Regions from separate parts of the Mus musculus genome. Here all the other regions are linked to region 6. Evidence: chromatin contacts called from public Hi-C and HiChIP or PLAC-seq data. All regions are on one chromosome and are shown on one strand. The core of a region is the stretch at or near the end of the contact, and the rest is flanking DNA. Distances in the headings are between cores, read along the strand shown. Region 1 holds the start of Taco1 (translational activator of mitochondrially encoded cytochrome c oxidase I). Region 2 overlaps Map3k3 (mitogen-activated protein kinase kinase kinase 3). Region 3 holds the start of Cyb561 (cytochrome b-561). Region 4 overlaps Ace (angiotensin I converting enzyme (peptidyl-dipeptidase A) 1). Region 5 holds the start of Kcnh6 (potassium voltage-gated channel, subfamily H (eag-related), member 6). Region 6 overlaps Mrc2 (mannose receptor, C type 2). Region 7 holds the start of Dcaf7 (DDB1 and CUL4 associated factor 7).

Region 1 (3,753 bases), core at 188-2,687, 750 kb after region 6:
TGGCTCAGTGGGTAGGAGCACTGACTGCTCTTCCAAAGGTCCTGAGTTCATATCCCAGCAACCACATGGTGGCTCACAACCATCAGTAATGAGATCTGATGCCTTCTGGTGTGTCTGAAGACAGCTACAGTGTACTTATGTATAATAATAAAATAAATCTTTTAAAAAATAATATAAAATCTGTGTCCGTGCCCTTCCCCTCATCCTGCTTATTCAAGGCCATTGTAGAAGGAAACAGAAAGTAAAGAACTTGCCCAAGGTTGCACTACTAAATGGCAGAAACACACTTTGAATTCATCCAGCCTAACTTTAGAGAGCAAGACTTCAAACTGCCTTCACACTGACCTGCTTTTTTAAATGTGTTACGCTCTTGAGACTTAATTCACCCCCCCCCTAGAGAGCTCTTAAAGAGTTTCAAGCAGCTGCTACATTATTTTTTCTTTATTTTTCCATAGTGTCCTTTTTCTCTTGTTTTCTCTGCCAAGAGAACCGATGGTGGAAGGGGCTGGAGAAATAGCTCAGCAGTTAAGGATATTGGTTGCCCTTCCAGAGGACCCAGGTTCAATTTCGATTCTCCATGTGACAGCTCACAACCATCAGTTCCAGGCTATCTTGATGTCAACCTTGGCGGCGGTTTCTTTATCTGTAAAATAAATATCTGAGAACACCAGGCACACATGTAGCGCACAGACATACATGCAGTCAAAACAACCATACACATATATTAAAAATACTTAAACTAATTTTAAAACAACAGATGGAAAACGAAGATAGCAGTTTGACTCAAAGGCTGGCCCGATCTTTTGTCCAGTATGGGTTGGCAAAACAGGCAATGCCATCCTTGTTTACAGAAATGAAATCTAAATCAGAAAGTTTTAAATGACTGGGCAAATCGCTTCTCGTCGGCTGGTGGGGTAGTGGCTTATTTTGTTTGGTTGTTTTTTTTTTTTTTTTTTGTCGTTGTTTGTTTTAATTAAAGTTTTTGCTTTTTTTTTTTTTTTGAGACAAAGTCCTAAGGTTTCCTTCGCCTCTTAAGTGCTGGAATCACAGACATGGCCTGCCACGCCCAGCATTTAGTACTTTTTTGTTTATTGCTTCCTTTTTTTAAACAGGCAACCTTGGCGGCGGTTTCTTTATCTGTAAAATGAACCGACTGAACTACATATTTCTTTTTCAACCAAACAATTCTTATTCTGGACTTGCTCAGTTAGGAAGGAAAGTCAGTCACCTGAATCTCTCCGGGAAGGTGATCTGTCGTTTCCAAGCAACCGGGAGCAAAGAAGGGTTGCGTCACTCCTGGCAGGGGCGGGGTTGGAACGAGTACCGCGAGGCAGCGGAACCAACTTTGCAGAATCCGGGAACGTCTTTTTGCGGCGGACCGGGCAAAGGAAGTGTACTGCACCATTTAGGGTCCCCGCGCCCGGCTCCTTCGCGGTCACTCAAGGCAGTGCAGCGTCAGGAAGAGCCGAACCTCTGAGTTTCTGGAGAGCTGTAGCAGCGGTCTGAACGTCCAGACCGGGTTGTTCCGGGGCCGGACTAGACGGGCTGATTTTAGCTGCTCATCTTTGCACCGCGCAGCCCCTTGTCGAAGCAGATGATGTCTTGGGCTGCCGCCAGCCTGAGAATGACCGCTGTCCCGTGCTTTCGTGTGCGATGCCTCGGGTTCCGCGTGGGTCCTTGGGGCGCCTCCCAGCATGCAAACCCCGGCTGTGGTGCAGCGCCACACAGGACGCTGCATGTCAGCGCGACGGCCTCGGCGGGACACAATAAGTGGTCTAAAGTCCGGCACATCAAGGGCCCCAAGGACATGGAAAGGAGTCGAATCTTCTCTAAACTCACTCTCAGTATCCGCCTGGCGGTTAAAGGTGAGAACCTGGTAGTCCTCACTGCTGGTCACTGAAGCTCTTTAGGTGCCTAAGGCTTCATTTAGGACCGTCCCCCCAACCCCCAGTTGTCATAATTGTCCTACTCATAACCCTCAAAGCACTTACTTACACTGGATATACCTGTTTTCCTTTTCAAAGACCTTCAGAGACCCGCCCTTAGATAAAAATGACTTCATCTAAGGGTATAGTTAGAAGGTACTTCATAGAAATACGCCTTAAGAAAGTGTGGCAGCGCGGCCGGCTTGCCCGATTTCCGCGAGTTGGTTCTGTCGGTGCCGGTCGCGGGTTCCCGTGTCGTTCCGGTCTTTTTCCGCTCCCGAACCTTTGTTTTATTTTGCCGGGCGAGGTGGCGCATGCCTTTAATCCCAGCACTCAGGAGGCAGAGGCAGGCGGATTTCTGAGTTCGAGGCCAGCCTGGTCTACAAAGTGAGTTCCAGGACAGCCAGGGCTACACAGAGAAACCCTGTCTCGAAAAACAAAAAACAAAAAACAAACAAACAAAAACAAAAAACAAAAAAAGAAAGTGTGGCAGAAGCCGGAGGCCTCGAACCAGACCAATAATTCATGGCAATGGACATTTGCAAGTGAAGCTGTTTGGACAAAAGAATATCCAGTGTGACACTCCACAACACCGCAGCTTCTGCTTCTACATCAGGGATGGGTTTGGTTTGGTTTTGTTTAGGGGAGGGAGACTGCAAGCGTGGAGAGGATGGATCTGGAGGGATGACAGGATCAGTGTGAGATTGGGGTGCATGATGCGAAATTCACAAAGAATCGATTTAAAAAGTTAAAGATATTTATCAAATAAAATGACTGGAAGAGGGAAAAGGAAAAAATAAAGCATAAAGAGTCAAGTCAGGGCTTGGAGAGATGGCTGGGCGGTTAAAAGCACTTGCTGCTCTTGCAGAGGACCTGGGTTTGTTTCCCAGCACCCATGTGACATCTAACAACTACCTTAAACTTCAGTTCCAAGGTACCCAATGTTCTCTTCTGGCCTCCTCAGGCACTGCATGCATCATGCATGCAAGCACATGAGCAGGTCTTGTAAGGAAGAAAGAGAAAGAAAGTGCCTTTCTTGAAGGGACTAACCATGCGCTCTGCAGCTGCTTCTACTACCACTGAAGGTTGGGACAGGCATGCTGAGACAAGCCATTTCTCGCTTCCTTTTCCCTCATCAGAGCTCCTAAGACATTTCCTTGGAAAGTCAGTTTTGGAACCATGCGTCGCTTCAGTGATTCTCACTTCGGTGTCAGGCTGGTAGAAGTAGAGGGGGGAAAATCCTATGAAAAGTGTGGACCTGGAGTTAGGAAGATGTGAACGATGTATTGGCTAGGTTGATTCAATGCCCTTCAACCCGTGGCTTAACTACTGAATTTTAATTTTCTGTAAAGCAAGGACAATACCCACTTTGAGGTGGCTTGCGGCATGCAAAAGGCAATAAGCTAATGTTAATTTATCCCTACAACTTGTGTCTGATGCTTCTCTTTGCTTCCTTTTCTAAGGAAGTTTTGATTTAACCAACATTATTTTTGACCCAGGAGGGGATACTACAGAGAACATCCTGTATAGTCCCCCTCCCCCAGAGGCTGAACAGAGGCTGAGCCCAGTCCTATGTGAGCACTTCAGGGAGTGCATTAACTCAGACAGTAAGAGCAAGTATCTTAACACTCAACTGTTTCAGCTGACAGAAATGGAGTTTGCTGAAACCCTGCAACATGATAACTATCCCTCAAGACAGACTGAATTAGGAACTTCTTATCCAGGTTGGGTTTCTAGCCCAGGCATAAAGCCCAGTGTTCAGCATGGATGAGGCCTTGAATTCCATCGCCTGTACCCACCAATAAAGAAACTTCTTCCCTAAAATAGT
Region 2 (3,797 bases), core at 503-3,002, 820 kb after region 6:
TATGGAAATTCAAGCACTGTTCCTCCATAATTTGCTGGGTGGTGCCCTGAAACTACATAGTCAAATCACAACTAATGTATTTATAGAAGGTACATTCTAATCCCTTTGTCCTAGTGTATCTTAAGAGCCTTTGCCTCTGTTACACCGTCTTCCCTCCCACCCCCAGTACAGGGGGTTGAACTCAAGACTCTAGCCATACTTATCAGCGCTCTACCTGAGCTATACCTTTCTTGCTTTTCCACTTTAATCCCATGGTCAGCAGGCCAGACTGCAACCCTGAAGATCAGTGGAGGCAATTGATCTTTTGAAGGTGTTTGGTGAAAGCTAGTGGCTTAAGGGGTGGGGTGGGGTGGTATTATACATACATATATATATATATATATATATATACACACACACACACACACAGCCTCTATCATCATACACATATACAGTATACCATATATATGATCAGAATATTTTAGAGATCTCAGCAAATGAGAGGAATAAGCTTCTAAAGAGAGGGAAGACAAATAGACCACAGATATGTGAACTTCAGCAGGAGGTGCTTTGTGGAATCTAGGACAGTAATGCCGTGAAAAGGAGAAAAATATCTACCTCCAAGTAGAGGGTGAGTTCAGATGAAGGGAAAAAGGGAAAAGCTGGAATCTTATTATAGCAATAGCTGGTAGCAGAAAGTCAAAACACTGCATAGTATAAACTTCCAGTCCCGGGACAAGAAACCATGATGGTTGAGGTGGTTTCTGCTATTACACATTGAGAAAATAAAATGGTCTCCTTCCTTCACTCCAGAGGTTCTTTTCTCCTCACAGTAAATTCTGTGATACTACGTAAGATTATAAAGTGTATGATGATAATACCTGCTTAAAAACTGAAACATAGGTTGCTGCTAGTGTCTGTGGGATAGAAAGGTTGAGAAGTATTTTTGTACAGCCTTATCCCCCATGTTAGCAGTTCAAGAAATGTTGCTTCCAGTTTTCTATTGAAGAAGAAGAAAAAAGATTAGATTACTGTCCTATCTCATCTGTCCCCTAAAAGAGAAAAGGATTTAGAATATCTCTTTGTACTTGCAGTGACCTGCACATTAACACTGACCCAAAGCCCTAGAACTCCCTGTGGAGGCAGCTTCCTGATTGCATCAGCTTCCTGATGAGGGTTCTCTGAGGAGAGTGAGAGGCTGCATTTCAGCCTCAGTCAGAATACAAACAGTTTCTGCTCGGCTTCTCTGGGTTAAAGAAACTAGCAGAGTGACATAATCTGGGACGAATTGTAACAGCTCATGCTTAAACCCTGGACTTCTCTTTCCATTTAGAATGCCTTCAGAGGAAGCTCTTCAGATAGGCTTCGGCGATGCTGCCTGGGCCTCTTGATGTGGCTAGAGCAGCACAGCCAGCCTGGAGTATCAGTAAAGGCTGTCCCCTGGGAGTCCCCCTCCCATCCCTTGCCATCCCTCCCACCAGCGTGCCCTCAAAGACTGTGGAGTCAGTTGTGCTTTGATAGTAGAGCTCTGCACCTTCTGGAGCTCTCCTGGGCATTGCTAGTAAATATGCTCAGCAGCATCATGGCCTGTCCGTCTCTCACTTGTTCTCAACGGTTGATGTGCCTCTCATTGACTCAGTTTTTGAAATGAAGATAAAAACAAAACTGAAAATACCCTGGAGCAGTCATGCTGCCTCCTGCTGTTTCCATTTGCTTCCTCTGATAGTCACTGGTCTGGGGAGACTTCCCTTTCCTGCTCCAGGCAGTGGGCCTGTGCACAATAGCCCCTGGCATGTCGCCCATCAGATAGCAAGGCTGGTTTTTTGTAGGCCACAGTGTGGATTGGAAAAAGTGAAAGTCTCTGGCTGGAAATAAAAGCTCAGAAAACCTTTGCTCTTACCCCACCCCCACCCCAGGCCCTCCAGGGTCTGCGGCAGTGGCCTTGTATACTAGATTGATCCCAACTGCCAAAGCCAGGGGGAATCAATCCCCTACTACTACTAATATCAATATCAAATATCACCAACAAGAAAGAGGGTTTTTTGTTTTTCTAATTAATCACTTATAAGAGACTTTTAAGTTTTGTTCTAGGTAAAATTATAGTCTCTTCTTATTCTAGAGCATCTTGGGTTCAAATGCTAGAAAAGAACCATTGTAATTTCTTTCAGAAAGAAGAGATTTAATATAGAATTCTGGATTATGGAACTAGTGAAAGTGAAAGAAGCAGACACACAGGAGGCAGGAGTCATCTTAGCATTTCTTTAGTCTTGCCTGTCCTGGAACTCACTCTGTAGACCAGGCTGACCTTGAACTGACAGAGATCCACCTGCCTCTGCCTCCTGAGTGCAGGGATTAAAGGTGTGCGCCATCACTGCCTGGCATCTTAGCTGATTTTATTGCTCTGTGAGTTGAGTTCACGGCAGAATATCCCTAAATTTATACTCAGAGCAGCTTTAGTTTCTATAGAGCTTTAAAATACCTAGATAAATTGTCTCCTGCAGGCTGCTGAGATCATTTCAATACCATGGCTCAGGTACTGACTTACTTCAGAACTGGTAGCTTTCACTCTGTGATGGAGTGGTTGAGACAGGAAGTACACAAAATTCTTTGCCTATTTTCAATACAATATTATAGCTTTATGTCAGCCCTCTATGTCCTTGGGTTGATGCTATTGGGCTTCTGGAGTTGCAAGGATAGTTTATTGAATATACACTCTAGGGGATATAGCTTAGACCTCAGAAGCTGAAAGCTACTACCTCTAACATTTCTTAGGGCCAGCTTATAAAGGCTAACACTGCAAAATCCACAGTGAGCTCATACACGGGTGCAGGAAGTGCTCCCTGCTGGTCAGCCCGGACTCAAGCTATTTTAGACAAAACCGTTCATATGAACTTTATGACGGGCCCTAAGTGAAGCTCATGGTTGTAGAATTTCTTGGTGTGTATGTTTAATAATCTATTCCTGTCTGACTGAGATTGGTCTTTGTGTGGTTTGTGGGGTGACTCCTGAGCCCCAACAGATGCCTCCAAGAATCAATGGAAGTGTTCTCGGTGGTAATTCATCAAATATCTTCAGTAAAACCAAAAGAGCCATGTTGTGGAGCAACTGACTTCGTGTGGAAGAAGGAAGAACGCAGTCTCTTGAACCTGAGAATCATTTAATCTCTTTAGAAGCTGTCCTTTAATCACTGAATGTGAGACTCCTGTCATCCCAGCACTCAGGAGATGGAAGCAAGAGGACGTGTTCAATTCTGGCCTACAGTATATGGCCCTATCAAAAGCAAACGAAAAACAAAAGCTGTTTTTCCCTAGGCATGGTGGTAGGATGCCTTTAATCCTAGGGCTCAAGAGACAGGAGCAGGTTTATCTCTGAGTTCAAGGCCACCCTGGTCTTTCAGGCCAGCCAGAATTATATAGTGAAACCCTGTCTCAAAACAGAACAACAGCAAAAACCCATCGTTTTCCCAGCAGTTGCCTATTGCACTTTTTTCCCAGTATTTTTCTTCCTTCTGTTGCTCCTCCTTAGCCTCCCTGACTCAGAAAGTTTTGTTGAGGTCCATTTGTTTATGCTCAATATATTTTCTCTGGGTTTTAAAAGCATCTCAGCCAGACTCTTCAGCAGTCCTTACAGTATAGATGGACCTGCCGTCTATCTGTCCTGCCGTCTATCTGTCCTGCCTGGAGTGCAGGCTGAGTGAGCTATGTACAAAATTAAAACAGTACGTATCCTAAATTTTCCTTCTGAAACTGGTTTCTGTTAGAAAAGAGTGAAGTTGGGATGGCTAGGCACACCTTCCAGAGTAGAATGAGTCAAGTTCT
Region 3 (4,194 bases), core at 1,663-4,162, 630 kb after region 6:
TTGCTCCCGTGTAAGCATGTGTTTGCATCGCAGCCCCTGGCTCTGCTCTCTCTGTAGGCTCTTCTCGCCTCTGTGTTTCCAGAGCACAACAGTAGCTCATCACCCCTCAGGCTGGAAATGGTCACTCCTGACCCTGGGTTTCCTCTGCCCCCACAGATCTGTGTTCTCTCTCCTTTTCCCTCCCTCTCCTTTCTCTCAAAACATGATCTCACAGTGTAACCCAGGCTGGCTTCTAACTAGATATCCCCCTGCCTCAGCCTCTTGACACATCGCACTATAGTTCAGAGCTTTGCAAGGAACTGGTGCTTGTGTGGCCCCTTACATGGCTACTCTCCTTCCTTTCAGTTCAGGGTGGGGTGACAGATCTCTGGGCTGTGACAGTTCAAACAGATACACCCCCAATCTCCACAGGCCACCTGCAGACTGGCTCCCACTTAATGTAATCACACGGGGACATGGCTACCCTCGGGGCTCGACCTGTGCAGAGCACCACGCTCCTTCTCCAAGCCCACTGTGTTTTATTAAAAGGCAACCAGGCCTAACCTCATTACTGGTACCAGATGCACATGCTGAACAGCCCAGGAGGCAGAGCAGAGCACAGGGAAGCAGCAAACCTGGCTTGGCCACAGCCCTCCCCATCAGCAGCAGGCTTTAACTGAGTTAGGAAAGACTGCAGTGGGGGAAGGGACTAGAGCTTTCCTTGATGGGTAAGATCCTAAGACACGATGAGACAAAAGGCAAAAAGAAGCTGAGCGGTAGCACGGGGCACCCAGGATGCGCCAGGAAGGAAGGAGGGTCAGCATCAGGTGTGCCTCTGCACCAGAACTTGCCAAGAGTTAAAAATAAAAGAGCCTGCTTCATTTCAGAATGGAAGAGCTGAACTTTAGGGGTTGAAATGGTTTATGTTTTTAATCCAGTCTGTATGTTGTCTTTACACCAGGGAAATTTGAAAAATATCATTATTTATTTTTATGGAGGAAGGGCTCCCATGAATGCCAACCACCTAAGGCATGGGAGCATTTGTGTGTTCCACTGTTTCCTACTGTGTGCCATCAGGGAGGCCTTGTCCATTCTCCAAGCTGGCCTCCTCAACTGTGGGGTCGGGGAGGAGGAGAGCGGGGTGGAGTGGGGACCTTAAGACCTACCTCATTGGACTTCGGACAACTTAAATGGAAAAAAAAAATATGCACAAGTGCTTAGCACAGTGCCTGCCACCTAGCTAGGACCTAAGCAAACAGCAGTTGAACAAAAATAACATCTCCTAAACGTCATAGTGACGTCAACGGACCCATGAAGATGACCAGATCCCTCCTGCCCCACCACCAACCCATTCATTCCCCCTATAGAGTACAAACTTCTAGAGCGAGGAAGACTGTCAAACAGTCTGCCTTTAGTTCTTGTTGCGGGGGAGGGGGCGTTAGACCAAGATCTCCCTCTGTAGGTCTGCTGGCTTTAAACGTTCAGTCTCCCTGCATCAGGCTCCCACATTCTAGGAACACAGCCTCTTGTCACCACAAGTGACCTAGGTGGTAATTTTAATGTCTGAAATTTCATATTCCCACTTGTACTCTAATTAATTGTGAGGCGATTAGAAAATGGAACGCAAGGCCTGGCATGGCCTTTAATCCCAGCATTCAGATGTCTGTAAGTTCAAGAAACCTGGGCTCTGCCTACCCAGGGACAATGGCAGGGCAGGGCATCTGTGTGCAACTCTACTTCTGGTTCCAGGAGCTCCTCCTACAAGGGGTGGGGTTGGAGCAGTCCAGTATTTTCCTCCCAGATCCAAGTGCTGAGGAGCAATCAAGGTATCTAAGGGAGGTGAGAACACTTTGCTTTTTGTTTTGTTAAGAAGCGGACAGAACTCAGGTATCGGAGATGGGGCTTTTCTTAAAGAAAATTGCCAAGACAAAAAAAGGAAGGGCAACCAAAAGTGTCTGTGACTTGTGGTGCTGCAGCGCCTGTGGAAAGGTGGTAAGGGTAAGAAGAGAAGTGACCGGAAAGGGGGAGGTGGCCTGGCTACCACTCCAGGAGTCAGAGGCGGCAGCAGATCCCTCTCTCCGAGAAGTTCCGCCCCTGAGTCACTTCCAAGGCCAAAGCACGAAGCCAGGCGTTCTGCCAGGATAGGAACTAGTTATCCTGCCCGAGGACGGTGGGATGCGGAAGAAGAGAAAGAGGATCCACCAGGCCCGCACCTGAGCGCAGGGACCGGCCGCGGGGACAGTGGGAGCTCAGTCGTGGCGAATGCAGATTGGTCCACTCCCACCCACTTTGTTCTACAGTACAGCCGCAGGCCCCTGGACTTGAATTCAAGTCACCAGCAGTCCCCATTCTAACTCGGGCAGACGCGGCCCGCGCTCCCCCGGCTGCCTTGCCGGGTGCCAGCAGCACAACACCCGCGTCAGGGGACAAGCCGGGCAGCGCCGGGTCGGTGCGGGCAGGTGCGCGCGGAAGGGCGGCTCGAAGCCCTGCCTCACCTGGCCACAGTCCCCTCCGCCCCTCCGCGCGGAACTCGGCTCCCCACCTCCCCGTCGCCTACCTTGTCCCGCCGCCGCCAGGCCTGCGCGCGTCCACGCGCCGCGCCCCGGACGCTCGGCAGGTTCCACGAGCCTCGGCGCGACGGCGTCGCCATGGAGACGGGGCGGCGGCGGGGAAGCGGTAGCGCGCGCGAGGAGGCGACGGTCACCTGCGCCGGAAGTCCCGCCAGGCGCCGGCACTCGGTAGGGCACCTCGGCTACACCGACCCGCACTCAGGACCCGAACTCCAGCAGCTTCGGGACTGGCTCCGGACTGGCTCGGGACCGGCGTGCGGGGAAGGTTAGCGGCGCGGGTTCGGCGCCCGGGTTCCCGGTCTCTAGCTTCTCGCTCGCTACTCTCCACGCCCAAACCCAGGAGGCCGCTAGGTGTCAGGCCTGGCCTGGGCCCAAGCTCAGCTCCGGGAACCCAGGGTCACCTCTTCCAGCCCTCGTGGGCGGAGATGGCACTTTACACTTTACTGGAAGGCTGGGAATAACCCTGCCCTTCCGCATCTGCACACCAGCCACATTGACCACATAGACACTGTTGTTGATACAGTTTGCCTCCCATTTTTTCCACTCCAGGATACACACACACACACACACACACACACACACACACACACAGAGAGAGAGAGAGAGAGAGAGACAGAGACACCAATCTAAGGGTAAATTGTGTCCTTCCAACTTCTCATTTAAGTCCTAGACCTGGTGTATGCCAAGGTCTGTACTTAAGACTGTTGCCAAGACCAAGGCTGGGAGCTTAGCAGATCCTGGCCCGCTATCCAGGAAATGCTACGAATAGATAAGAGCCTAGCTCAGACTTCCTACAAGCTGGGAACAAAAGGTTCTTTCCTGTTGGATGCCTGGCCAGACTCACGGAGAGGAGGAGAGAAATGGGGTATTTTACCTTGTGAGGCAAAGCATGACTGTGAAGGCAGTCCCTGGAACACCTCAGCATGCTGGGAGCTGCCCACTGGTAGAAGCCAGAATTGGGGCGGGGGCTCCTTCTTAGAGGGTGGGTATGCTGTCTAGTGTACGGTTGAGAGAGAACCAAAAACCGGAATTACCTTATGGTAACTTTTCGTCTGGCAGAAGCTAATGGGCTTTTTAAGGTAAGCAACAGCTTCCTTGGTGGTGCAGGCAATAAATACATGCTTATAAACTAAACATGGCGCTGAGCCATTTCTCATTGTTTGCTGGGTATATTTGGGCTCCTGGGAGGAAAAGGAGGGACCGATTTTGGCAGGATGGAATCTTGTTTAAGTGTTGGTCTTAAAGTGCCTTCCAAGACCCGGGGAGGCTCCTGTTGGGAGAGTCCTTTGTTGGATCATCCCCTACCTCATTCCTTCAAGTCTCCAAGCTGACTGCTTCACAGTGCATTTCCTGACCGCCAGTGTGGCAGTATGGGAAAGACTAGAGTTATGACGACCACACATACACTCACACACACTCACGATGCAGGGAGGGGGTCTCTGAGCGAAAGGCCTTAAGGAGCAAAAAAAGGCACCGAGCAGAATAAATTTTGTCCTCATAACCAGGACGCCAGACCTAAGGCAGACCCACTCCCACCTGGCACATTCTTTCTCCCCAGGGCTACCCAGTGCAGAAAGCTGAGGGGAAAACCAGGATTCCTAGTTACATTTCTATCTTAGAAATTTAGCATGAATAGATCCTAAGC
Region 4 (4,097 bases), core at 484-2,983, 680 kb after region 6:
TCCTTGCTTCCTCGCTCAGCTCGCGCAGAAGGCTCCACCGCAGAGTCCAACCGCGTCAATTTCCTGGGCCTGTACCTGGAGCCACAGCAGGCCCGCGTGGGCCAGTGGGTGCTGCTCTTCCTGGGCGTCGCCCTGCTCGTGGCCACCGTGGGTCTCGCCCATCGGCTCTACAACATCCGTAACCATCACAGCCTCCGCCGGCCCCACCGTGGGCCCCAGTTTGGGTCTGAGGTGGAGCTCAGACACTCCTGAGGTGACCCTGCTGGCAAGGCCAGCAGAGGAGTGTCCCATAAGAAACTGGATGGGGGACATGGTGTTTGAGTGGAACATACCCTAGCTGAGCCTTCCTCCTTTGCTGTCCCCATCCACTCTGCCCCACCCCCACCCCCCAGGCCCAGCCCCCATTCTCTGGATACCCAGTGTCTAACACCGACTTCCCTGCCCAGTCTCTGTGAATACAATTAAAGGTCCTCCCCCACACCTGAGTCTGTGTCCCTTGTGGGAAGCCAGGGACAGGACCGGCTGCTTGCCTGTCTCCTGACAGTCCCAGCACGACCCTTTACTGGTTGTCTTCGCAGTCTTCCTCCAAGCAGGAAGCTAATCCCAATTCCTCTGGACCCCATCCCCCACAACCTTTCCCACCAGCCTTCCTAACAGCCCAGGTGAGGTGGCTCCTGTCTTGCAGACCCATGAACTTGCCAGGGAGGAGCCTAGGAAACAGAGGGGAAGGAAGCAGGTAGGCTGCCTCCTTTATGTGTGGATACACTATAGATGGCTCATCCTGTCCCATGTGACCTCTCTGTGGCTGGGTGTCTTGGAGGAAGGCTCTGGATGCCCTTCCCTGCTACAGGGTGAGGGCCCTGGAAGGGCGTGCCTCACTGAGCATGCTGAAGCGGCCAGTATATAAGTGGACAGCCTGGGTTCCCTGACGGAGCCACGTAGGCTCTGCCCACAGGAAAGAGCATTAATCCGTGACCACACAGTGGGTTCACTGCTACTGCCCACCTCCTCATCCCGGAACACATCCCCTCAGCCTCAGCCATCCTTTGGAAGGCCTATTTGGATTTTAGGGGGTGTCACTTGAAGTAACTTTTTATCTACATATTTATGTAGTAAATTTGGAAAATCTGAATAAAAAGCCCATGGTAGCAACATTAAGAAATATAAGCACTGTTGAAGTTTTGGTATCGTTCAGACTTTTTCTTTTATTTATTTATTTATATTTATTTATTTTTCTCTACACACGATATGAGGTACCACTATATTCTATGTATCTTCCCCCCTTTATCATAAATGCATCTATTTTTACAAAAAAATATTTGATTGCTAATCCTAGTTCTTGGCCAAATGGAAAATGGTCAGATTTCTAGGGCAGAATCTTGCCTTCCCGCTGGGTCTCACCTCTGTTAGGACCCTCACCCCAAATTGTCTCTATCTCTCTCTTTCTCTGTTTCTGTCTCTCACTTGCTCATTCTCTGTACGTGATGTACAGGGATATGGAGTTGAGGACTTTTAGATTTACAAGAGGGTGGAAGTTTACAATTCAGCAAGACAATGAAACTTATAAACACACCCTCTGGATTGTTCCAAGGCATATAACCACAGACTTTAGTTCCCCCACCCCCACCCCTTCCCTTTTGCAATTTGTTTGCAAGACAAAGGTCATTGTCCCATAACCTCCTTTTCTATTTTTATAAACTACAGTTTCAGGCTGCCTCTCAGGGCTGTGGGCAATGTGAGGTCACCAGCCTTCACCCAAAGGACCAAACTTCAGGCTGAGGGCAAAGGATTTCACAATGTGGTTACCGTGGCAAACTCTTATTCTCTCTCTCTCTCTCTCCCTCTCTCTCCCTCTCTCTCTCTCTCTCTCTCTCTCTCTCTCTCTCTCTCTCTCTCTCTCTGTGTGTGTGTGTGTGTGTGTGTGTGTGTGTGTGTGCGCGCGCGCTAGCGCCCTGTATAGAGGTCAGAGGACAACTTACAGAAGTCTGTTCTCTGCTCCTAGCATGGTTCCGTGGCTGGAACTCAGGCTGTCGGGTTTGCACACCAAGAGTTTACCCCACTGTGCCCTCTTGCCAGCCCTTATTTCAGTTGTTTGGGGCATGTGCACATGCAGGTACCCTGAAGCACTTCTGGAGGTCGGAGGACAGGCAGGAGTCTTCCTTATATTGTGTGGGACCTGGGGACCAAACTTGGGCTGCCCGGCTTGGCAACACCTTTACTCACCAAGTCATTTGCCAATCCTCCACTTTATTTTTTGAGACAAAGTTTCTCACAGAACCAGGAACTTGTCCATTCCACTAGACTACTAGCCCCAGGGATCCAACTGTCACGGCTGCTGTTAAGCCTGGATGTGCACAGCCATGCCCAGCTTTTACAAGGGTGCTGGGGATTTGAACCTAGGTCCTTGTGATTGTACCACAAGCACTTTTCCAATGGAGTTGTCATCTTAGTCTTCACCCCCCCCCCACTCCGTTTTTTGAAGCATTACAGTTGTTTTGGATTTAATGAGACAGAGGTGTTGCTATGTGATCCAGGCTGACCTCAGATCCTAGGGAATAGTAATATATATATATATATATATATATATATATATATATATATATATATATTATGTATATATATATACACACACATACATACATATATATTCAACATTCTCAAACACTACATTTGTTCATGCTTCATGCTTCTATGGGTGAAAAGGATGATGGAGTCTACCTGGAAGTTTGCAGAGAAAGAGAGAGTAGTGGTCCTCCTGCCTCAGTGTCCCCAGTACTGGAATTCCAGGTGTGAGAGACCACACCTGGCCACCTGACAGCGCACATTCTTCATGGCTAGTCCACGAGTTTTATTTGGTTTTAAATTGCATTTGATTACTGGGGGTGGCTCACCACAGCACACATGGGAGAGGTCTGAGGACAACGTCTTTCCTCAGTGCCATCTGCTCTGATCACTGTCTCTGTCACCGGGCACCGGCTCTTGAACCAGAGCATTTGGTTCAGTCCAGCTTCCGTTATTTTCCCTGTGTCTATAAGCAAGCCCCTCTGCTTGTCTCCATCTGAAGCTGGATGGTGATGGTGCACGCCTTTAATCCCAGCACTTTTGGGAGGCAGAGGCAGATGTAGTCAGTGAGAGGCAGAGGCAGGTGGATTTTTGAGTTCGAGGCCAGCCTGGTCTTCGAATTGAGTTCCAGGACAGCCAGGGCTACACAGAGAAACCCTGTCTCGAAAAAAAAAAAAAACAACAAAACAAAACAAAAACAAAACTAAACGTGAAAGTCCCCTTAAAGGCAGAGCCTGGGACGTCCTCTGCGGGGGCAGGTTACTGTAGCCACACCTGGCTTTAGATTTCCTTCTACTTGAGAAGATTCACTTTTATGAGCTGTGCCGTGTGTTATGGATGTAGCTCAGTCAGGCGAGTGGATGTGATCCCCAGCACAACAGAAACCAGAAGTAAAGGCATGTGCCTGCAGAACTAGGGAGATAGGAAGAGGAATTGGGAGTTCAAGATCACCCTCAGCTTCAGAGGTCCAAGCCAGCTTGGACTCCAGGAGACACAGCCTAGAAAGGAAGGGGTTGAGGCAGGGAAGGAAGAAGGTAGGAAAAAGAAATTAAGCCTTTTAGTTCAGGCTTTACGAAAGGTATCATATCTGTACTGTAAGAGGTGATGGGCTGCTGGACCCAGGTACCAGCGCTTTGTGGCAGAGGCACTGGCCTCCCCTGTGGCCACAGGACTCTAGGCTCTACTCAGCCACTCAGTGCTTCTTTGTTTTGGTTTTTGGTTTGTTTGTTTTTTTTCCCATCTACTATCTTGGGAGTCCCTTTTCTTGTCTTCTAGATCAGCTCTGCGTTTTTTGCTTTTGCTGGGCATGGTGACACGGGCACGCCTTTGATTCTAGAATTCACAAGATTAAGGCAGGAACACACTTAGTTCCAGACCAGCCAGCCTTAGGCTTCAGAGCAAGACACTATCTCAACAACGCCAAACCTTATGCTCCTTTTAGGCACGGGGCTTGCCATGGACCCAAATCCTGTTCTATCAAATCTATGCTTGAAGCAAGAAGGGCATCTCTGTAAGCTTCCATCAGCCCAGTCCTC
Region 5 (3,929 bases), core at 722-3,221, 700 kb after region 6:
TTCAACACACACACACACCTGCTGCCTGGCCCGTTGCCCTGGAGAGCAAGCGCAGGGCAAACAGCACCTTTCCAGGCTCAGTGGGGGAAGGGAGAACTGGGAGAAGATACCATGAGGGGGGTTGCTGGGATCTGATGTTCTAAGGATAATCTTGGGAAAGGGGGGAGGGGCCTCTGCCTCTACTCTTTTAGCCCTTTCTGCCTTGCCTTCTGACCATAGGAATACCATACTCAATATTTACAGCTAAGTGGAAGCTGAAGCTCCAGGATTCCCGGGAAGCCTGGGAGTCAGTACCTGACAGGAAATAGGGAAGGCTTGAAGGGAAATAAGTTATAACCGGAAGTCACAGGGAAGAGGCACCAGGTAGCTCAAACATGAGACCAGCTTTTCTTAGAGATCTGAATACTAAAGTCACAGGCTGAGGAGACAGGCTAACAGAAAGGGATTCCGTGACCCCTCTCTCTGCCCGGGTCTCTAGATCTCTTCCCCATGTTCTTCCTAGTTCTAAACAGTTTCTACTCCAGGATCAGATTCTACAGCACTATTGTTTGATACCTCTGAATTATCCCGTGGTGTATTTATTGCTATAATGCCGTTGTTTGTCCTCATTACTAGATGTTAGGTCCATAAGGCTCAACATGCGTCGGGATTACTCTTTGTAATGTGGAGACCAGAAAAATGCTTGAATGAATAAGCAAATGAATGAATGTCTTACTGCGTAAGCCCATGCTACTGACTGGATAGGAAATACTGTCCCCACTTCTCTTCCACAGCCAGCCTGCTCCCCACATTCAGGGACAGCCAAGACATCTCTGCCCCCCCAGGAAACCACACTTGGCAGCCCTCTCATCTCTCAACCACTGTGGCCAAGGTCCCCCACCAGGTATTGTGGCAAGGACACATCCCGCCCAGGACTCTAAGCCTCTCACCTGGACTTCAGTGGAAACCTCACTGAGCCTCCTTGGCCACCCCCTCCACCCCCCCATCCACTTTGTAAAGTTTATATTTCTGCCAGAATATTTGCTTCAAAGGCCTTCAAATTTCCTTCCGAACCTCAGACTTCTTAAAAACGTAGCTGTCCATCAATTAAATCTGGATGTTCAAACTAGCACTGGATGCTGCTTGTCATTTTTTTCTCCTGCATTTTCACCTCCTCCATTGGCCAGTTCAGCCCCTCTGCATTGACACCACCCTTGGGCCTTTTCCGAAGGTGCATGTTTCATTTTGAATGCTTGCTACTAAAATGTGGCTCAAAATTGGTCTTGGGACCCTCTGCAAAGTTCCAAGTCCACCAAGGTGCTTAATGAACTGTGGCCCTTCTTTTCTCCTCTCAGAAAACCCCCCTTTTTTTCAATAAACTTCACCCCACCCCAATTTGCTTTTTCTAAGTGTGTTCATTTTTAATCAGTACACAGACACTTTTACCAGTGGTCACTTGCTAATAGGTGGCGGCCATTTGTGGGCAAGGGGCCTAAGTGCCCCATTGCCACAGTCAGTCCCAGCGGTAAATCCCTGAAGACAGCCTTCAACAAAAAACTATCTGAAGCCCCTAACAACTTCTGCCCTCCTCTGCCTGGAAAACTACTTCAGTATCAAAAGGGGTCCAAAGAGATGCTGAGGTCTCTGTCTATTTGGACATGAGCAGAAGTTCTTCAGAGTATCCCAGGTTCAGGACCCCTGCCCCTCTCTCTAGGATTCAGAGCCCCTTATGGATCAGAATTTGCTCTTGTCCTGACCCCCAACCCCAACCCCAACCCCGTCTGCCTGTCACGTCCCTTGGCTTATTTCAGCACCACGACGCGGACAGCTCCCGGGCGCAAGCCTCGTGGAAGGAGGAGGAGCGCTGAGCCGTGGGAGCGGGAGGACTAGAGAGGGCGGGGAGGGCAGACGCTGGAGGACGGGCGGGGCCCGATAGCCCTCCCCGGGGGCGGCGCCCACCCCAGCCCGACGCTGCTGAGCCCCAGGACTGACGGAGACGCCAGAAGCCAGGGCACCGGTCACTCCCAGCAAGTGGTGTTACAGAAAGATGCCAGTCCGCAGGGGCCACGTTGCTCCCCAAAACACTTACTTGGACACCATCATCCGCAAGTTTGAGGGCCAGAGTAAGTGTGAGGTTTGGGGGTGTGGGGGACTCTCTGCAGTACGGGTTGGATGGCAGGAGCAGCCAAACTCTTCACTAACTTCTGATGGGGTAAAAGAAATGGCAGGGCTGGGGGCTGGGGGGGGGGGTAGATTCTGAATACAAAATCTTTCGTTTTGATGTCCCCAACACCTCCTCCATATGTGCTGTGTCTTGGGCATAATGCCACTCTTCTACCTGCTCACAGCAGTTTTCTTGGTGTTACAAACCCTGGCCTGCCCTCTCAGTCACTGCCCACTTACCCCTCCAGACCATTCATGCCTCTCCTAGAGGTTTGCCTGACTTCCTTCTTTTCACCCACAGAGCAGGTCTGACTCCCTGGTCACAGTCCTGCTTTCTGGTCTGGATCCCAACTATTATTCCAGGAGTTCTGGGGTCTTCCTCCCACTCTACTGACCCTAGCCCCCAAGCTTGGTTCCCACACCCCTACTTTTCTGCTCCCTGCCTCCTTCATGCCCCTCTGTGCTCCCAGAAGGAATGACCTTTCCCCAGGACTCTTGGTTCTTCCACCCTCCCTTGCTCTGTCCTCCACCTCCCTCATTCTGGCCCCTGCCTGCTCCTGTGTATAAATCCCCTCCTTGGCTGCCACCGGTCCCTGTAATCTTTCTCTCCCAACTACCCACTCCTGGCTGCCACGGTCTTCCTACCTTTTTCTTCCCACCCCAGGTCGTAAGTTCCTGATTGCCAATGCACAGATGGAGAACTGTGCCATCATCTACTGCAATGATGGCTTCTGCGAACTCTTCGGCTACTCCCGTGTGGAGGTGATGCAGCGACCCTGTACCTGTGACTTCCTCACTGGCCCGAACACTCCGAGCAGTGCTGTGTCCCGCCTGGCGCAGGCCCTGCTTGGGGCTGAAGAGTGCAAGGTGGACATCCTCTACTATCGCAAGGATGGTGAGACTCAGTTGGGCCAAGGGTCCTGTAGGCTACCTTTCTTGTCTATCATGGAGTGCCCTGGGGGAAGGGTCTGACCTAAGAGCCAAAGAGCCTGGACCACTTCTATCCCCACTCTGGGCCTTGGTTTCCTTAGTATTAGAGAGAAGCAATGAGAATTGCATGTTATGTCTTCTAAGGGACTTGAGATTGGGCTGAGCCAGCTATTGGTACTGGTATAGAACAGCCTCTTGCTCCACTTTCCCTCCCCCACCTCCCAGCTACCTACTCTGTCACTGCCAGCCCCAGCTGTCAAGGATGGAAATTAACCTTCCCTCATCTGCTCTGGGGATTAAGGGAGGAGTCAGCCCCCCAAGGTCTCTCTGGCTAGGCAGTGCATGGGGGCTGCTGGCTGAAAGGAAGAGTGAATCTGGCTCACTTAGGTCCAGTGGTTTGGGAAGGTAGCCTTGGGTTTGCTGTCACCAGGTGGCTTACCTAGATGGACTTTGTGTTTTTAAGTTCTGCCCGAGCCCTTGGAAAGCACAACAGAAACATAAGCTAAGGGCTGGGGGCCAAAAGCTCAGCATCCTTCAAGTCTCCCTCAGTGGATGAGGGTGTGGAACTATAGTCAGAAACCGAGTCTCTTGGAAATCACCAGCATCTCCCCCAAACCGGTTCTGCATCAGAATTACCTGGGGCGTGCTTTGCAAAACACACCTTCCCTAGAGAGAGGCTGACTCAGAAGGTGCAGGGTGAAGCCAGGCAGGTGTATCTGGAAAAAAAATCCCCAGTGGTTCTGATTTGCTGCCAATGTTAAAAGCCATTGGCTTAGATAACTCCCTCCATTTCACGGGTGTGGAAGGCCCTTCTCCAAGATCCCATTGCCAGGGCGCAACTGGAACTCTCTCTCAGA
Region 6 (3,800 bases), core at 370-2,869:
CACACACACACATACACACACACACACAAATTCTAAAGGCCAAGAGTCCCGTGTTTGGATTGGACCAGGACTTAACCTTGCTGTGTGCCACTTCGATTGCCAGCGGGTGATGGTGAAATGCATTCTAAGCTCCCAGTTCACATCCAACAGACATTCACCAGAAGTTTCTGAGCAAGGACTCTGAGAGGCCAGGGACAGCACAAGCCCTCATGGGCCAAACAGCCAATGGAGGTCTGTGCAGGCAGCTGTGAAATTCTGCCGTCGCGTTCAAGTGGTAATACTTGAGATACTCTTAACCCAGAAATTGAATGGAATGTTAATAATATCTCAAACCTTAATCTCTCAGTAACACGTCATTATGTTTCAGTATAATTAGATATTTCTTTGGACTCAGTATGTGTATCTAAATTTCTCTTTTAAAAAAAATGCTATTGGTGTGAGTGTGTGTGGGGTGTGTGCCTGTGTGCTTGTATGTTCATGTTTATGTGAGTACCCACAGAGGCCACAAGAGTGAGAGTTACAGGGGCTTGTGAGTCACCTGACATAGGTGCTAGGAACAGAACCCAAGCCCTCTGCAAAAAAGTAGGACTTGTTTTTTGGTCTTTTGAGACAGGGTTTCTCTGTGTAGCCCTGGCTGTCCTAGAACTTGTTTTGTAGACCAGGCTGGGTTCAAACTCCTAAGTGCTAGGATTAAAGGCCTGTATCACCAGTCCCGGCAGCAATTGCTCTTAACCACTGAGCCATCTCTCCAGAACCCCCCCCCTCCCCTAAAATGTTTATTTAGAATTCCATGGCCACTGAAACCCTCGGGTTGGCCCAAAAGAGAACTTTATTCCCGTTGGTGTTATGGGAAGCAGGAGGAGGCTTCTCACATTCCTAATATTTTTTTTTCATAGAACAAGCCTTGGTTTTTATTACGTTAAAAAAAGTCTCATATTAATTTTATTTTCTGACTCTATGCTTGTGCTTCAACGTTTCTACAATGATTTTTCCACTCCTCAGTAAGGGATACTATTACGGGGCTTTGAGTCAGCCTAGTTTTGTTAGAGTCTGTATTTTAGGAAAGCTTACCACGGTATGGCAAGTGAGAGCCTCCAAACACCGTCCCTGTAAGAGCAAAAATGATATTTCTAGTATTTCAGTCCTTGCTGCCCCCCCCCACCCCCGAAGTCAAAATTAAATTTAAAGGAATGATGCTTTTCTGAAATGTGTGTGGATGTCTCCAAATACGTTCACTCAGCCATTCATCCCCAGCAGTTATGTGGGTGTCTAACCTGGTATAGAGGCCGGGACTCAGAAATAAGTGATTCTCTGAAATAATACGCTCATAGTTCCCTCCCACACACTGATGGCTCCCAGGAGCCTTGGAGACCTGCCTTCATAGAGTACTGGCGGTTGTTGGGGGCAGATCCTCTCAAGGTTGCCGAGGGCAGCGCTTTGGCGTGGATGTATTTCACCCACGCGTGTCCGGGTCTGAATTCCAATTTTGGCCCGGGGCAGTGGGGTTGGACTGTGCTGGCCTAGAAAATCATTTCCTGCCGTCATCGTCACAGTATCCGTGGTTGTGCAAGTGCCCTCATCGGGAAGGAAGTGGCTGATGGGCTGTTTGTTTTGGCTGGGGGCTCGCAGATGGCCTCTGGGGAGAGGGCCGGGTGAGCTGGGCACAGATCTCAGGGCGCCCCGGGCAGGGACCTGAGCCAGGCCCTCGCGGGTGTGGTAGGCTCCTGGGATGGTCGGGGATGCGGGTCTGGGTCTTTAGTGAAGGAGCTGATCCTGAGAGTAGCAAAGAGAGTCTCTGCTTTTGTGGACTCTAGGTGGCTCTAGGCTTTGTCATGGAAGATGAAGCCTGGGAAGGGACAGGCTGAAAAGGCATTGGTGATGCTTGGTCATGAGAAGACAAAAGCCATCAGGGTGGGCCGAATGATCTCCAGCCTCCCCCCCTCCCCCCCGTTTTGTTTGTGTTTGCCTTTTAGAGGTGTTCGTTTGTGTGTTTGTTTGTTTGTTTGTTTTAATAAAATTGTGTGTGTGTGTGTGTGTGTGTGTGTGTGTGTACACGTGTGCCCGCGAGTGTATGCAGGTACCCTAGGAGATCAGAAGAGAGTATCTATCAGATCCTGTGGCTCTGGAGTTACAGGCTGCCTTACATGGTCACTGGCAAGTGAATTCTGATCCTATGGAAGAGCAATGAGTGCTCTTAACCACTGATCCAGCCTTTGTGTATGTTTTAGAACAGGGTCTTACTCTGTGGCCCCAGCTGGCCTCTTAAGTACCAGTCATCTTGCCTCAAGCCTGCTGAGTGCTGAGACTGCAGACATCTGCCACGACGCCTGGCTAAGATCCAGTCGTCCCAACAAGCCAGGGAGAGAGCCAGGGTGGTGAAGGTTTGTGTTCCCAGAAAACCCCAGGGTTCAAGCCCCACCAAGACCCTTTTCCTGGGCCAGGACTTCAGATCCACCGGAAAGCGCACAGATCTAGGCTTCCCACAGTCTCCAGCAAGGTCTCTTGCATTTAACAGGGAGACGAGAATCTCACGCCTACACTCATTCCCGTCAGGCATCGGATAACACACTTGTCAGCCCACATGTTAAACCAGAAGGAAGGACATGTCTGGAAAAGAAGGAGAGAGGAATCCATCCCGTGGCGACTGCACAGCAAAGGGCAGAGCAGCCTGTGCTGCGGGCAAAGGGTTAGGCAAAAGCACTTGAAGCAATGGGTGGCCCACAGTTTGGACAGGCAGGAACTGATAGCTGCTGAGCAGGAGGAAGGAGAGGAGAGAGGGAAACCCACCTCAGGTTTTTGGTAGGGTGAAGTGGGGTAGGACTGTGTGTCTCGAGGGGAGGGATGGCTCCACCCCCTTGCCCAGAGTCCCTGTGTCTACAACTATATGGGCACAGTCTAGCAGAGGGAATGTAGGGTGAACTGCTGGGTCTCCAGGGCTGACCCCTTAGCAAAGTGGAGCTGGCAGCTTCTGCTGACTCAAGGACATTTCCAGGCTTGACCTTAAGGCCAATTAAAAACAGCTGCTTCTCTTGGCTGGCAGCCCCTGAGCCAGGCTCTGGCTCTCCCTGGAATGACAGCCTCACCTCTCCCTCTATGTGACCTGGGGAGGGGACTAATAAGAGGGATGCTGAAGGACTGAAGGCCACACTGCAATCTTTAGGTCAGATCTCCCCCCCCCCCCACCCCCTAGAGTCACCAGCTCTCCAAGAGCTAAGCCAGATGGTGGCCGGGGCCCCAGTTTCAGATTCCAGTGTCTGGCCTTTGGGCCTGCGGTTCCCCAGCCTGGAACACCCTCCTGTCCTCGCCTCTGCTCCAGCGAGCCTTCAGGATTTCGTAGCACATGCCTTTCGTTCAACAGCGATTTCCTGAGTCTGCTGCTGCATGTCAGGCACCGGGCTCAAATTAGCTCCTCAACCGCTTCCTTCAGCAGCAATGTCTTCAGCTTGTCCTAGAGAGCAGCCGGTTAGCTAAGGGCTCCCACCTCTGGCCCGGTCTGCTCTGGAGGAGTCTGGTAAGCTTCAGGGGCAGCGAGGAGGTTTCTGTGGAGAAATAAAACCCGCCTTGCCACATTGCTTTAAAACCCACTCTCTGTCTGTGCATGGGAATAAGTTTCCATGGTGATAGCCCGGACATCTGAGACATGGAAAGGGTGGACCACCGCTTTGGCAGTACCAGAGAGATTCCTGCTATACTCTGGTGACCTGGAAAGCCTCTTTCCATCCAACACCTTCCTTCCAACCATGCAGCCTGAATTTGGGCTGACTGGTTTGCACGTGTTGATGTGTGGCTTGTAACTCTTG
Region 7 (3,782 bases), core at 1,158-3,657, 730 kb after region 6:
GGCTGGAATTAGAGGTTTCCTCTGTGGTGGACATAAAAGAAAGAGCTGCAGCCCTCAGCCCCTCAGCCCCCGAGAGTCCCATAACGATATCTGGGACATGCAGTACCACATAACTAATAAAGCCTTGAACATTTCATGTTGGGCTAGGTGTGTAACCCACCCGAACATCCTCAGGTCCGTGCCTATGCTGGGACCTTCTCCAAACCCTTCCCGCACCCAACCTGTTGGAGACCTGAAGGTGTCTCAGCTAGGAGCAGGGGCTCCACAGCCTGAAGCTGTCTCCAGCTGAAGGGAAACAGACTCAGCCTCCTAAGTGTCCACAGAGAATCATGGCCAGAGACGGTGTTTGTCCAGCCCTCCACCATCCTCTCCTGCACATGGTTGTCCTTCTAACCCGTAGAATAGCCTTAGGAAGTTGGTTTTACTATCCTCATATGAAAGGTCTTGGGTCAGTAGCAGAGAGACTATGGCACTTACCAGAGTGTGAGCAGGCCTTCTGGGCACGTCAGTATTTGCTTTCTGCTCTGGTGATGTGTTCCGGTTAGAAAAACATGTGTGCTCCCATATGTAAATGACATTTCAATAAAAAGTTAAACTCAACACACTAGAAAAAGGAGAACACGGTTTCAACCCACACTGCCTCGCTTGAGAGACCTGTTAAAACATCGTTGCTTGTCAGATAATTCTAATCTGTCCTCCTCAGCCCATTTTTCCTTCCTTTTGCAATTTCTATTTGATGCCCCAGAGTCTGTTAGTGAGTTTATGAGCACACATTCGCAAGTGTTTATACAAGCTAAAACGTTAAAGTTAACTTTTCTGTTGGGCGTGGTGGCGCATGCCTTTAATCCCAGCACTCAGGAGGCAGAGACAGGCGGATTTCTGAGTTCAAGGCCAGCCTGGTCTACAAAGTGAGTTCCAGGACAGCCAGGGCTATACAGAGAAACCCTGTCTCGAAAAAACAAAACAAAACAAAAAAGACCTGTTCCGTAAAATAGATAGATAGACCTCCGCTAAGATTGTACTACAAGACCATTATTAACCCACTGAAAAATCAGAAATGATGTAACCAATAGAAAACTATGGACCAAATTTCCTGATATGCACAGAAATAAAACGTTTCAATAAAATACACACCTAGGTATCCAGTTAATTTTCTTTTAACTTTTATTATTTTGAAACAGATTCTCAACTAGCCCAGGCTGCCTCTAATTGGCTCTGTAGCCCAGGATAAGAGTGACTTTCTGGTTCTCCTGACTCTACCTCCCAAGAGCTGGATTAGAGGTGTGTAACACCATGCCTAGGCTCTATGTAAAAATAAAAGTGCCCAGTAGACTTGTTCATACAGGTGGCCATTACTAAAAGATGGTTGATAAGTGTATACTATTGTCCCTCAAGGCTTCCAAGTGTTTGTATCCATTAAAAATTGTATTTTACAGACTGGAGAGGTAGGATAGCCCTATGGGCACTGGATGCTCTTGCAGCAGACCTGGGTTGGATTCCCATCTGTAACTAACTCCAGTTCCAGGGGATTGAATGCCTCTTCTGACCTCCGTGGGCAACTGTTCACATGTAGTACACTTACTTATACTCGGGCACATACAAATACACGTAAAATTAACGTGTTTTAAAGTACTGCCTAACAATTCAATACAACCCCTTTCAATATCGTTGAAAGAATTTACATTTATATTGGTGTACCTAGATCCAGGTTTTTCTGCATTTCAAACTCATGGCATATAAGCATTTAAAGTTGGATTACCATTTGGCTTCTGAACATCCCAGAGGAAGAAGGTAAGTGACTAATAGCCAGGTCATTTGCAAATCGATCCCAGAATTCAGGAGTCTCTTTAGTGTCTGTAGGAAAGCGCAGGAAAGCCTTAATCAATCTAGCCTGTCCCTGGACGTTTCTATCATGCCTGAAAGAGAACAGTTAAAAGGTGGGCATTGGAGCTGGAGAGAGTTCCCGTTTGGCAAAGACTGAGGGACCGCCGGACATAGGGAGATGTAATAAACGCAGGTGGTCCTCCATGAAGGTAGGTTTGACAGTTACTGTCAGTGGAGAGAGGTGATCAGAACAGCAGCAGCAGAGGAGAAATAGCAGGCTTTACTCTTGGCCTAGAATTTGGATCAGTAGAGGGGCACACTTGCCCCCATGCCACCCACGCCCCCATTCACCCGCACTGCGCCGTTATCCCCTTGACTGACATCTTGGGTAGCCAATGATCTTTGGGACTTCAAAAGAGCCCGCCTCCAGGAGCTGGGCGGGGCTAATGAGCAGAATGACAAACATTTTCACCAATAGTAAGGAGGGCGCGGGCGCTACAACTGTGTCGACCAATGAAAAGAAGGAACAGTTTGGAAAGGACGTACCCGGCAGCCAACGCTCGTCGCCGCTGCGGGGTCGCGTGGCTTCCGTTCCGAGAGGGCGGGCCGGCATCCCAAACGGAAGGTGGTAGCGCTGCCCGAGCTGGTTTGAAACTGGTGGTCGGGCCCGGCCGAGTGTGAGTGTGTGTAGCCGAGGACCCGCTGGAGGGCTAGGCCGTTCTTGACCGCCCCGGCCCCGCCTCCCCTCGGACCCGCGGACCCAAGCCCGGGTCCCCGCCTGTCTTGTGCCCCAGCCCGCTGCCTCTCTGGCCGGCTCTGCGGCCCAGCCGCCACCATGTCCCTGCACGGCAAACGGAAGGAGATCTACAAATATGAAGCGCCCTGGACTGTGTACGCCATGAACTGGAGCGTGCGGCCGGACAAGCGCTTTCGCCTGGCGCTGGGCAGCTTCGTGGAAGAGTACAACAACAAGGTGAGTTGTGCCGGGGCTCAGCGTGTAGCCGGCGGGGAACGCTCGAGGTGGGCGGCAGCCCCGGTCCCCACAACTCTCCTGCAAACTCGCCTTGACCACAACAAGGGGGTGGGTCCTCTGTGGTCCTGTCGCTGAGGTTGTCACACTCGTTGCCTCTTATTTAGTTTTGACAGCCGGGGGAAACCGAGGCACGGTGTTGTGACATGCCTGAGGCAGATAAGATTTTCGATGGTAGTAGCAGGTTTCAGATCGGAGTCACACCCCCAAAGCTATGTCCTCCGTCCCTCTCATTTCCCCCACTCCTGTCGCAGTGCTTCTGTTGCTAGGTGGGGGGCGGGAGAGAGGCAGTGGAGGAAGATGCGGCGCTTGGATTGGTGGTCGTGCATTCCTGGCCACGCGAGATTTCTGTTAGGGCTATTTATTGCAAGATCTTCCCCATCTCAGGTGTTTCTCATGGATACAGAGCCCTAATGCTAGGTTGTCATTGGTCATTGGTTTTGCTCCTTGATGTTCACCCTCCCCCAAACAGCCTATCCTTGGAAACCTTAGTCTGTGGCATTATCCCGCCATTATTTCTGAATAGAGAAAGATGACGTTTGACCTGTTCTTTTCGTGGTTCTTTACACATTCATTTGCAGCATTGCTGGACATCATCACTTCATCAAAACACTGGCAGAAGGAGAGAATTTTTATATGCAGGGTATAGGTTTGAAAGTATTGAGAAGAATTTTCTTTCCCTAATCTCTTACCTTCATTCTTTTGTTGTAATTTGAGTTAAAAAAAAAAAAATGAATGACAGTAATCAGAGATACTGAAAGCTTTGGCCAGTGGTATTTATAGCCAGTACTCTGCCTTACTCTTATGAACATCAGACTGGAGACAAATGACAAGATGGTGGGAGCAGTGGAAGAAGTAGGTGGTCTAGGATTTAGCTATAAGGCATTGAACAAACCAGATTTTATTATTTTTGACCCACAGTGATCTA

The links. Hi-C and Micro-C count contacts between places; a contact is called where the count stands out from the background. HiChIP or PLAC-seq counts read pairs in DNA pulled down with a chosen protein or histone mark.
Region 1: a contact with region 6 is called in an H3K4me3 HiChIP or PLAC-seq map of embryonic basal ganglia, with 6 times the contacts expected there. The contact joins the promoter of Taco1 here to the enhancer-like site in region 6. A contact is called at or near these places in 3 of 39 promoter capture datasets (cranial neural crest, embryonic stem cells and frontonasal cranial neural crest), 2 of 115 datasets of contacts at active chromatin or transcription factors (bone marrow-derived macrophages and embryonic basal ganglia) and 1 of 9 other capture datasets (embryonic stem cells).
Region 2: a contact with region 6 is called in an H3K27ac HiChIP or PLAC-seq map of the NIH/3T3 cell line, with 8 times the contacts expected there. The contact joins two enhancer-like sites. A contact is called at or near these places in 2 of 115 datasets of contacts at active chromatin or transcription factors (the NIH/3T3 cell line and large pre-B cells) and 2 of 9 other capture datasets (embryonic stem cells and embryonic tail).
Region 3: a Hi-C map of bone marrow-derived macrophages shows a contact between it and region 6, with 16 read pairs. The contact joins the promoter of Cyb561 here to the enhancer-like site in region 6. A contact is called at or near these places in 1 of 39 promoter capture datasets (cranial neural crest), 1 of 484 Hi-C or Micro-C datasets (bone marrow-derived macrophages) and 10 of 115 datasets of contacts at active chromatin or transcription factors (T-cell acute lymphoblastic leukemia, bone marrow-derived macrophages, embryonic basal ganglia and 7 more).
Region 4: a contact with region 6 is called in a Hi-C map of bone marrow-derived macrophages, with 15 read pairs. The contact joins two enhancer-like sites. A contact is called at or near these places in 2 of 39 promoter capture datasets (cranial neural crest and embryonic stem cells), 1 of 484 Hi-C or Micro-C datasets (bone marrow-derived macrophages), 1 of 115 datasets of contacts at active chromatin or transcription factors (bone marrow-derived macrophages) and 3 of 9 other capture datasets (adipose tissue, liver and macrophages).
Region 5: a Hi-C map of bone marrow-derived macrophages shows a contact between it and region 6, with 17 read pairs. The contact joins the promoter of Kcnh6 here to the enhancer-like site in region 6. A contact is called at or near these places in 3 of 39 promoter capture datasets (embryonic stem cells and liver), 2 of 484 Hi-C or Micro-C datasets (the G1E-ER4 cell line and bone marrow-derived macrophages), 4 of 115 datasets of contacts at active chromatin or transcription factors (bone marrow-derived macrophages, embryonic basal ganglia, embryonic hindbrain and 1 more) and 1 of 9 other capture datasets (macrophages).
Region 7: a contact with region 6 is called in an H3K4me3 HiChIP or PLAC-seq map of bone marrow-derived macrophages, with 6 times the contacts expected there. The contact joins the promoter of Dcaf7 here to the enhancer-like site in region 6. A contact is called at or near these places in 3 of 39 promoter capture datasets (cranial neural crest, embryonic stem cells and stem cell-derived epiblast-like cells), 2 of 484 Hi-C or Micro-C datasets (bone marrow-derived macrophages and brain), 14 of 115 datasets of contacts at active chromatin or transcription factors (astrocytes, bone marrow-derived macrophages, embryonic basal ganglia and 9 more) and 1 of 9 other capture datasets (embryonic stem cells).

Annotation. Positions count from the first base shown.
Region 1 is chr11:106,064,654-106,068,406 of GRCm38.p6, forward strand. Taco1 (translational activator of mitochondrially encoded cytochrome c oxidase I) reads left to right here and starts at 1,438. Exons shown (of 5, transcript NM_027346.2): 1 at 1,438-1,865. The coding sequence starts at 1,595. Taco1os (a long non-coding RNA gene) reads right to left here and starts at 1,388. Exons shown (of 3, transcript XR_003949781.1): 1 at 1,229-1,388; 2 at 1-643.
Region 2 is chr11:106,133,634-106,137,430 of GRCm38.p6, forward strand. The region is part of intron 6 of Map3k3 (mitogen-activated protein kinase kinase kinase 3); the gene reads left to right. Among named protein-coding and RNA genes, the nearest start is that of Gm10840, 24 kb to the right of the region's middle. Within about 2 kb of position 1,753, at least 242 of the 459 cell types and tissues checked have an H3K27ac peak or open chromatin away from gene starts, as enhancers often do. A contact at or near this core is called in the NIH/3T3 cell line, where this site is marked.
Region 3 is chr11:105,941,575-105,945,768 of GRCm38.p6, forward strand. It overlaps Cyb561 (cytochrome b-561), which reads right to left and starts at 2,913. Exons shown (of 6, transcript NM_007805.5): 1 at 2,537-2,913.
Region 4 is chr11:105,988,783-105,992,879 of GRCm38.p6, forward strand. Ace (angiotensin I converting enzyme (peptidyl-dipeptidase A) 1) reads left to right here. Exons shown (of 25, transcript NM_207624.6): 25 at 20-1,182. The coding sequence ends at 252. Among named protein-coding and RNA genes, the nearest start is that of Ace3, 3.8 kb to the right of the region's middle. Within about 2 kb of position 1,734, at least 14 of the 459 cell types and tissues checked have an H3K27ac peak or open chromatin away from gene starts, as enhancers often do. A contact at or near this core is called in bone marrow-derived macrophages, where this site is marked.
Region 5 is chr11:106,006,177-106,010,105 of GRCm38.p6, forward strand. Kcnh6 (potassium voltage-gated channel, subfamily H (eag-related), member 6) reads left to right here and starts at 1,972. Exons shown (of 13, transcript NM_001037712.2): 1 at 1,972-2,102; 2 at 2,807-3,037. The coding sequence starts at 2,027. It overlaps Ace3 (angiotensin I converting enzyme (peptidyl-dipeptidase A) 3), which reads left to right. Exons shown (of 15, transcript NM_001101453.3): 15 at 774-1,374. The region is part of intron 2 of Gm35971 (a long non-coding RNA gene); the gene reads right to left.
Region 6 is chr11:105,310,177-105,313,976 of GRCm38.p6, forward strand. All of the region lies in intron 1 of Mrc2 (mannose receptor, C type 2), which reads left to right. Among named protein-coding and RNA genes, the nearest start is that of Mrc2, 19 kb to the left of the region's middle. Within about 2 kb of position 1,620, at least 119 of the 459 cell types and tissues checked have an H3K27ac peak or open chromatin away from gene starts, as enhancers often do. A contact at or near this core is called in the NIH/3T3 cell line, bone marrow-derived macrophages and brain, where this site is marked.
Region 7 is chr11:106,034,465-106,038,246 of GRCm38.p6, forward strand. It overlaps Dcaf7 (DDB1 and CUL4 associated factor 7), which reads left to right and starts at 2,408. Exons shown (of 7, transcript NM_027946.3): 1 at 2,408-2,797. The coding sequence starts at 2,660. Kcnh6 (potassium voltage-gated channel, subfamily H (eag-related), member 6) reads left to right here. Exons shown (of 13, transcript NM_001037712.2): 13 at 1-1,130.